Linked DNA regions of Sus scrofa: region 2 is linked to region 1. A link is a contact called in public HiChIP or PLAC-seq data. All regions are on one chromosome and are shown on one strand. Each heading gives the region's core, a stretch centred on a gene start, on an enhancer-like site or on the middle of the called end of the contact. The rest is flanking DNA. Distances are from core to core; before and after follow the strand shown.

What was found. HiChIP or PLAC-seq counts read pairs in DNA pulled down with a chosen protein or histone mark.
Region 2: a contact with region 1 is called in an H3K27ac HiChIP or PLAC-seq map of skeletal muscle, with 5 times the contacts expected there. The contact joins two enhancer-like sites. A contact is called at or near these places in 4 of 47 Hi-C or Micro-C datasets (heart right ventricle, liver, omental adipose tissue and 1 more) and 2 of 2 datasets of contacts at active chromatin or transcription factors (alveolar macrophages and skeletal muscle).

What each region holds. Positions count from the first base shown.
Region 1 is chr2:150,742,453-150,745,945 of Sscrofa11.1, reverse strand. LOC106509607 (a long non-coding RNA gene) reads left to right here. Exons shown (of 4, transcript XR_001307281.2): 4 at 211-324. It also overlaps a transcript of ARHGEF37 not described here. Among named protein-coding and RNA genes, the nearest start is that of PPARGC1B, 79 kb to the left of the region's middle. Within about 2 kb of position 1,700, at least 14 of the 83 cell types and tissues checked have an H3K27ac peak or open chromatin away from gene starts, as enhancers often do.
Region 2 is chr2:150,880,037-150,883,529 of Sscrofa11.1, reverse strand. The region is part of intron 1 of PPARGC1B (peroxisome proliferator-activated receptor gamma coactivator 1-beta); the gene reads right to left. Among named protein-coding and RNA genes, the nearest start is that of MIR378-1, 56 kb to the right of the region's middle. Within about 2 kb of position 1,594, at least 13 of the 83 cell types and tissues checked have an H3K27ac peak or open chromatin away from gene starts, as enhancers often do.

The DNA of each region.
Region 1 (3,493 bases), core at 451-2,950:
CCAGGGCTGAGATCCTACCTCCAGGCCTCTCTCTGTGGCCTCTGTGGTCACTCGATGCCTTGAAGCCTCCGTCTCCTCGACTGTAAGTCACCGACTTGGCAGGGCTGTGGTGGGGATGGGCCGAGAGGGTGCTTAGCACGTAGAAGGTGCTGCATAATCAGCTGCCAGGCTTCTTACTAATATTCGCTCTTCTTACTTTCATTCTTGCAGGAATCAGGAGCACTTCCTTCGTGCCAGGGCCTGTGCTGGGCATCAGAGAAAAGCTGCAAATAATAAAGATGTCCGTAAATATTTATTAAAGGCTCATGGATCTGATGGCTCTTTACGTGTGTATACAGGCATTAATTAATCAAAGCCCCACGTCCATCCTGTGCAAGAGCTACTGTTACTGTCAACTCCGCTTTCTAGGAGAGGAAGCTGAGGCTCAGAGCAAGAGGGGAGCTTTCCCAAAGTCACCCCAGGGGTGAGGGAGGTGGCTCTGAGCCTGGCTCGTCTGGTTCCTGAGCCCTCACGTGAGGCCGCCTGCCACGCGAGGGTCAGCAGTCCGGTGTCTGCTCGACCCAAGCCACCTGGGACCTCCTGGGGGACGAGGGACGGCTTCTCCTCGCAGTGGTCCCACACGCTGGCATCGGACGGCCTGGCTGTGGAGCCCGGCTCTGCCGCTTCAAGTCTGCGTGACCTTGAGGACGTTATTTAGGGTCTCTGTCCCTCAGCGCTTCCTCTGTAGACGCCACACAGCAACACCCTCAGCGAGCTGTGTGAGGTGACACTGAGGTGACAGCCTCAGCGAGACAGTGCATCCAAGCGCTCGGCCCAGTGCCTGGCACACATACGTGCTCAAGAACGTCGGCTGTTATTTCGAAGTGAAAGGGGACTTTATTGATGCCTGGAAACAAAGTACAGAAAGCACAGGGGTGGCACCGACCTTGGGCCACCGAGCTGTGGGACTTCCCGACACCGTCAGAGGGCGAACACTGGGCCACCGGGGCCTCTGTTACCCTGCCTCTCCCGCCGCCTCTCTCGCCCACATCATTTGCTCTCTTCTCTTCAGTCTGGCTTCCGCTCTTGGCACCATGTCCCCGAGATGTGGTACCATGGGCCTCGGGTAGGACTGTCAGTTAGAATACGGGGAGCCTGGCTAAACTTGAATTTCAGATCAACCATGACCAATGTTTCGGCGGAGTAGGCATCGCCCATTTGGGACAGGCTAAGGATTATCGGGATCTGGAAGTGAATACGATGATGGAGCCCTTCCCTGGGAGAAACTTACCTCTCTGTGGCCATGCCCGTGGCATGTGGAAACGCCTGGGCCAGGGATGGAACCTGTGTCACAGCGGCCACCTCAGCCGCAGCAGTGACAACGCCAGGTCCTTAACCCCCTGCACCACGGGGAACTCCGAGGAACTTACTTTCTAAATGAAGGCATCAGACGAGTAGATAAACAAGAAAAGAAGAGGCAGTGGCCCCTCTGTACTGACAGGAAGACCGGGTGAGGCACCGAGCGTGTCGGGGGCCAGAGGCCACCCAGAGGGAGTGGTCGCGAAGGCGTCGCTGAGGAGCCGACCCGTGTGGCAAGAAGCCGGCCGTGGGCACATGTGGGGAGAGGGTGTGCCGGGGAGGGAAGGGCCGGGGCAGGGTCCGGGTGAGGACGGAGCGCGGCTAACTGAGCAGTGGAGGGAGGAGGAGCACTGGCCTCACTGCAGGGCGGGGGCGGGGGCGGGGGCGGGGCCATCCCGGCGGCCGGATCTGGGGGCGCACTTAGGGTGCGTTCAGCTTTAAGCCGAAGCGTCGCCGTGACTGCTGCACGGAGCGCGGGCGAGGGGAAGGCCAGGCGCTCCTGCGGGAGCCCAGGGGACAGACGAGGCTGCTTCTGGACGGAGGTGGCGGAGACGGGACCGGGGCTGCTCTGGGGACGCTTCTGGAGGCGGCGCTGACAGGCCTCGCGGGAGGGCTGGGGGGGCGGGTGAACCCCAGGCTCCGGCGCGAGGAGCCGAGCGCAGCGTGACACCATCACCGGAGGGAGGCTGCCGAAGGCCCTCTCTGGGCTCACGGGTGCAGATGAGGTATTTGGTGGCGCTGTCCTTCCAGGAGGCTGAGGACGCAGGACAGGCTCTTGGGGGAAGAAGTGATATAATTCCAATTTCACATTCAGCCTTATCTAAAGGACACGCACATTGTAATACCCTAAGAAAAACAAAAAGCACACCATAGTCACAAATGACACAAGTCACACTGGACCAAGGCTTTGGGCGGGCAGCTCTGCTTCTCCGGGTGGGGGAGGGACACAGGAGTCCTAAGCGGGGCACACCTGCCATCTCTGGCCCGGGACGTGGCCGGCGGGGTGGAAACAGATAGAGGCTGAGGTTCTTCTAGTTGCGTGCGTGTGTGTCGTTGTGTTTGTCTTTTCGTTTTGGGTTTGCCATTCTGCCTCTGCTTTTGGTGAGGGGGGAAGGGTGAAACAGAATTTGAGAAGGAAAAACGCAAAGGGTGGGTGAAGGTAGCCTCCCAGAGGCCCATCGCCCCGCCCAGGCCTGAGGGAGCTTTCGAGAAGGAAGCCAGCATCTGACAACGGCTCCAGGGGTGACCTCTGGCCTCTTGAGACAGCCACCTGTTTTCAGTCTGGAAAGAGCTCACGCAGGGAGTGAAGGTCCGAACACAGACGCTAAAGCAGAGGCTGACGGTGCGGGGAGCGTCCGCCCAGAGGGGCCTCGGCCCGGGGGTCCCAGCCGGCAGAGCCAGGGAGGGACACTCTGGACGGTAGATGCCGCCCGGCTGGCTGTCCCCGCGGATCAATCACGCCAGCAGAGCTCGTGCGTCCCAGACACAGAGCCGAGGGCTTCCCCGCCTGACCCCGTCTGGATGCAGCGCAGCCTGTGAGGCAGGGCTGGTTCCTGGTTCCGCCCAAGGAGAGAAAGTCCCGTGTCCGCCGAGGCCACGCGGCTGGTGAGCGGGGCGCCAGGGTCCGAACCGCAACGATTTCCCTTTGCAACCCGGGCTCCTGACCCCCGGACGCCCTCCCATGTCCAGCCTCCTTGCTCGCTAGGTTCAATCCCGTCCTCAGACGGGAGGGCTCCAAGCAGCTCTGGTCCAGCCCCCGGCTCACAATGAAGTCCCTTGCGCCCAGTTCTCAATCCTGCCTCCTGCCAGCATCTCTGTATCTTCAGCGGTCTTGCTCCCCCAGTCCCCAGGGCCTAGTGCTTGAACCTCAACCCAAAGCCTGGGACCTACTGCCCACCCTCTGACCTGGCCTTGGTCTCTGTCCTGCCTGGACACTAGGAACTACCTGTCCTCAGGTGCCTCCTGCCCCCACGTCCCACCTCCCAGCCCCTTCCCCCGACCAGACCCTCTGCCAGCCCTAGCCCTGCTCCAGGGGAGAGGCCTGTGGCTCAATTCCAACGAGACACCAGCTTGTCCCATTAAATGCCTACTGAGTAAGGTCCACAGTGGTTGGCTGCTGTTGAGATTTGTGGGGTTTGGGGTTTTTTTAGCTTGC
Region 2 (3,493 bases), core at 345-2,844, 140 kb before region 1:
GGGTGTCTGGGCGCTGGTTATTACCGTTACTTGTACAGATGTTTTCCCGTCTTTTTAGGGCCACACCCGCGGCATATGGAGGCTCCCGGGCGAGGGGTCTCATCGGAGCTGCAGCTGCCGGCCTACCCCACAGCCACAGCAATGCCAGATCCAGTCCGCACCTGCGACCTACACCTCAGCTCACGGCAACGCCGGATCCTGAACCCACGGGCGAGGCCAGGGATGGAACCCGCAACCTCATGATCTTAGATTCATTTCCGCTGAGCCTCGACGAGAACTCTGGTTACTACCATAACTTTTAAATGTTGCATTTAATATGATTTATCTTGATGACTGAGTTTTTGGCATCTCCTTAAATTTCGTGCCTGGGCCGAGGGCCTTTGCCTCACTCTACTCGCCGCCTGGCTGAATGAGGATGAAAGAGTTGCCGAATGAGCAGGTGACCAAAGCAGGGTCAGCCCCGATCCTCCACCCCGTCCCTCTGGAGCCTGAGTGTCCACGCCTCTACAGTGGAAGCCATCACCCTCTGGCTGCTGCGGAGAATCCCAGGCCTGGCCACTGACGTGTCTGGAGAAGTCTCCAGTGCTTTCTCCGGGTGAGGGACTGCTAGTATTCTTTTCCGGAGAGAAGTTCAACCCAGGGGGGAGCAGCAGTCAGTGTGGGGTTTGGTTTTGCTGTTTTTTCCTTTCTTTTGAGGTCTGCACCTGTGCATGTGGAGGTTCCCAGGCTAGGGGTCAAAACAGAGCTGCAGCTGCCGGCCTGCACCACAGCCACGGCCACGCCGGATCCGAGCCGCATCTGCAGCCACGCCACAGCTCTCACTGCAACGCCGGATCCTTACGCCACTGAGCGAGGCCAGGGATAGAACCCGTGTCCTCAGGGATACAGTCTGGGTCTTAACCTGCTGGGCCACAACGGGAGCTCCGGCATTCAGTTTTGAGGTGAGCTGCAACACACTGGCCTGGTCTATAATGAAAGGAGTGACGTGTGCTAAGTGAGTAGATTCGGCTGCAGCTGCAAGCCGGTTCATGGTCGGCCTGTTCTGAGGCCAGTCCTGGGCAAAAAGGAAGGCAGCCCTGGGGGCGGTGGGGGGACGCTGAACCCACTCCTGCTGTGGGACCCTGACCTGGCACGCTTTTCCTTTCAGCTACAATGCGTGCGGTTTCCTCAAAATCCAAAGGCCCAGGGCCGGGGCGGCAGGGCTGGCACAGGTCAGCCAGTGCTGTGTGAGATGCCGGGGGGCGGGGGGGGGGCGTCTGCACGAAACCGGGAATGTGGTCAAGACCAGCAACGGGTGCACTTCGACACGGCCGGTTTTACGGTACGTGTATTTCACCCACAATAACGTGACACTGAATTTTAAAGAGTCCCAGGGACCTAAAGTAAAGCGCCCAGCACCCCCGGAGGTTCTCTGGGGTCCCCAGCGGCCACGTCCTGTGGTTCGATTTCTGTGACTCCTGCCGAGGCTGGCAGGGGACCCGAGGGAGCGGGGCCAGGGCTCGGCTGAGAAGCCCTTTTGCCTGTTAACACTGTTATAAATAACCCAGAAAGAGGCCGAGCGGGGCTCCTGGCAGGCGAGCGAAGGTCAGGGAGCCCCTTGGTGGCATCTGAGGAAATGTCACAGGGGCCGGGCCAGCAAGGCGCAGACTCACGTCTGCAGCCCAGGCCGCCTGGGCTGCGGGCAGCCGGGCCCACGTGCCGCGGAGCTGCAGCATCTCACCCACGCTCGGGAAGGGCAGCCCCAGGGGGGCAGGCTCCCGGGGGTCCTGAGCAGAGGGGCCCCCGGGGCGCTGGGGGCGCCAAGGGTAGCTGAGGCCGGCTCCCCCCAGAAGCCAGGCCGGGGCTCAGCCACCACCACACGAGCCTCGGCTTGTCAGCCAAGGCTCACCGCCCGCCAAGGGACAGGTGACTCAGCTGAGCTCAGCCCACGACTGCCCCGCCGGGGCCGCTGCACAGCGTGGGAGCTGGGAGGGCCTCCCGGGCCATCTGGGCCTGAGCTTCCCACGCTGGGCTCCCTGGGGAACCCCTGCGGGCGCGCCACCCCCAAGCCGCCAGCGCCCTGGGCTGGGAAGCAGGAGGGATTACGAGGCAGTTCATGAATTAGGTTTTCCCTTTTTATTAACCCAAACCCACGCAGTGGCCCCACCGCCCTCCTCTTTAAAACCGGAGCGATTTCAACATGGAGCGCTTGGCGAAGACCAAGCACACAAAGAGCCAAATTCTGTTTCCTTCTTACATATCAGAAATACAGGGACATGGCATTTTGCACAGGAATCCTATATATTCCCCAACCCCCACACACAAAGCTATTCCTCATAACGCGCTCTTTCACCGGCAATTTAAAGGCTATGTCGGAGTTCCTGTCGTGGCGCAGTGGTTAACGACTCCGACTAGGAACCATGAGGCTGCAAGTTCAAACCCTGGCCTTGCTCAGTGGGTTAAGGATCCGGTGTTGCCGTGAGCTGTGGTGTAGGTCACAGGTGCAGCTCGGATCCCGTGGTGCTGTGACTGTGGTGTAGGCCGGTGGCTACAGCTCCGATTAGACCCCTAGCCTGGGAACCTCCATATGCCACCCATGCGGCCCTAAGAAGACAAAAAGATTTAAAAAAGATAAAAATAAAAAAATGAAGGCCATAGAGGGTTCATTTGACCCATTAAGAATCCACTTCCTGCAGAGGTGTTACCCGCCACTCAGAGCTCAGCAGAGGGGGTGCCCCCCGTTTTACAGACGAAGATGCTGAGACTTGGGCAGTCACGTGACTTCACTAAGCAGGATGTGGAGAGTCTCTCGGGCCCAGAATGCCTCGGCAACAAGCTGTGGTGTAGACCGCCTCCGAGAGAGCCAGAGCTGGGGCCAGCCCACCATTGCCAGGGAGCTGGGGCCACAGCTGAGACGAGGGGTGCCGCTCACTCTCGGAGAAGCCCTCCCTGACTTGTCACCGCCCTTAACAACACCCCAAGTCCCCACGAACCCTCCTCTCCTGGCTCGGCCTCCCCAGGCTGCAGACGCCGGCCAGGGCATCACCTCTGCAACGAGCCCCCGACGGCTCGGGCTCTCGGCCGGCGATGGCCCCGCCAGGCGCTGGGCCCCTTCCCCAGTGTGCGTCTCAGTGAGCGAGGCCCTCAGGGCGCTGGGGGTCACGTCCTCACCCTGGGTGCCATCCGCAGCATGAGCCCAGGGACTGCACGTCTGCCCTGCAGAAGACAAGCCGCCCGCGGCCGTGGTCCAGGCTTGCCCTCTGTGGAATCCAGGGCCTGGCACAGGGTCTGGCACCGAGGAGACGCTCACTACATCTCTGCGGGGGGTCGGGGGGGGTGCAGAGCTCCGGTTTCCCAGGTCAGTTTAGGCGTCTCTGGCTCGCGCTGCTCTAGGCCTGCGAGGCTGCCCTCCCCCGGGGCTGTCCTGCCGCATCCACGGATCCCCTTAAGGAAATCGGTCGCAGTGGCCAGATGATGAGAAAGCCAGGCCCATGGGCCCCCAGATAAAGCTGGT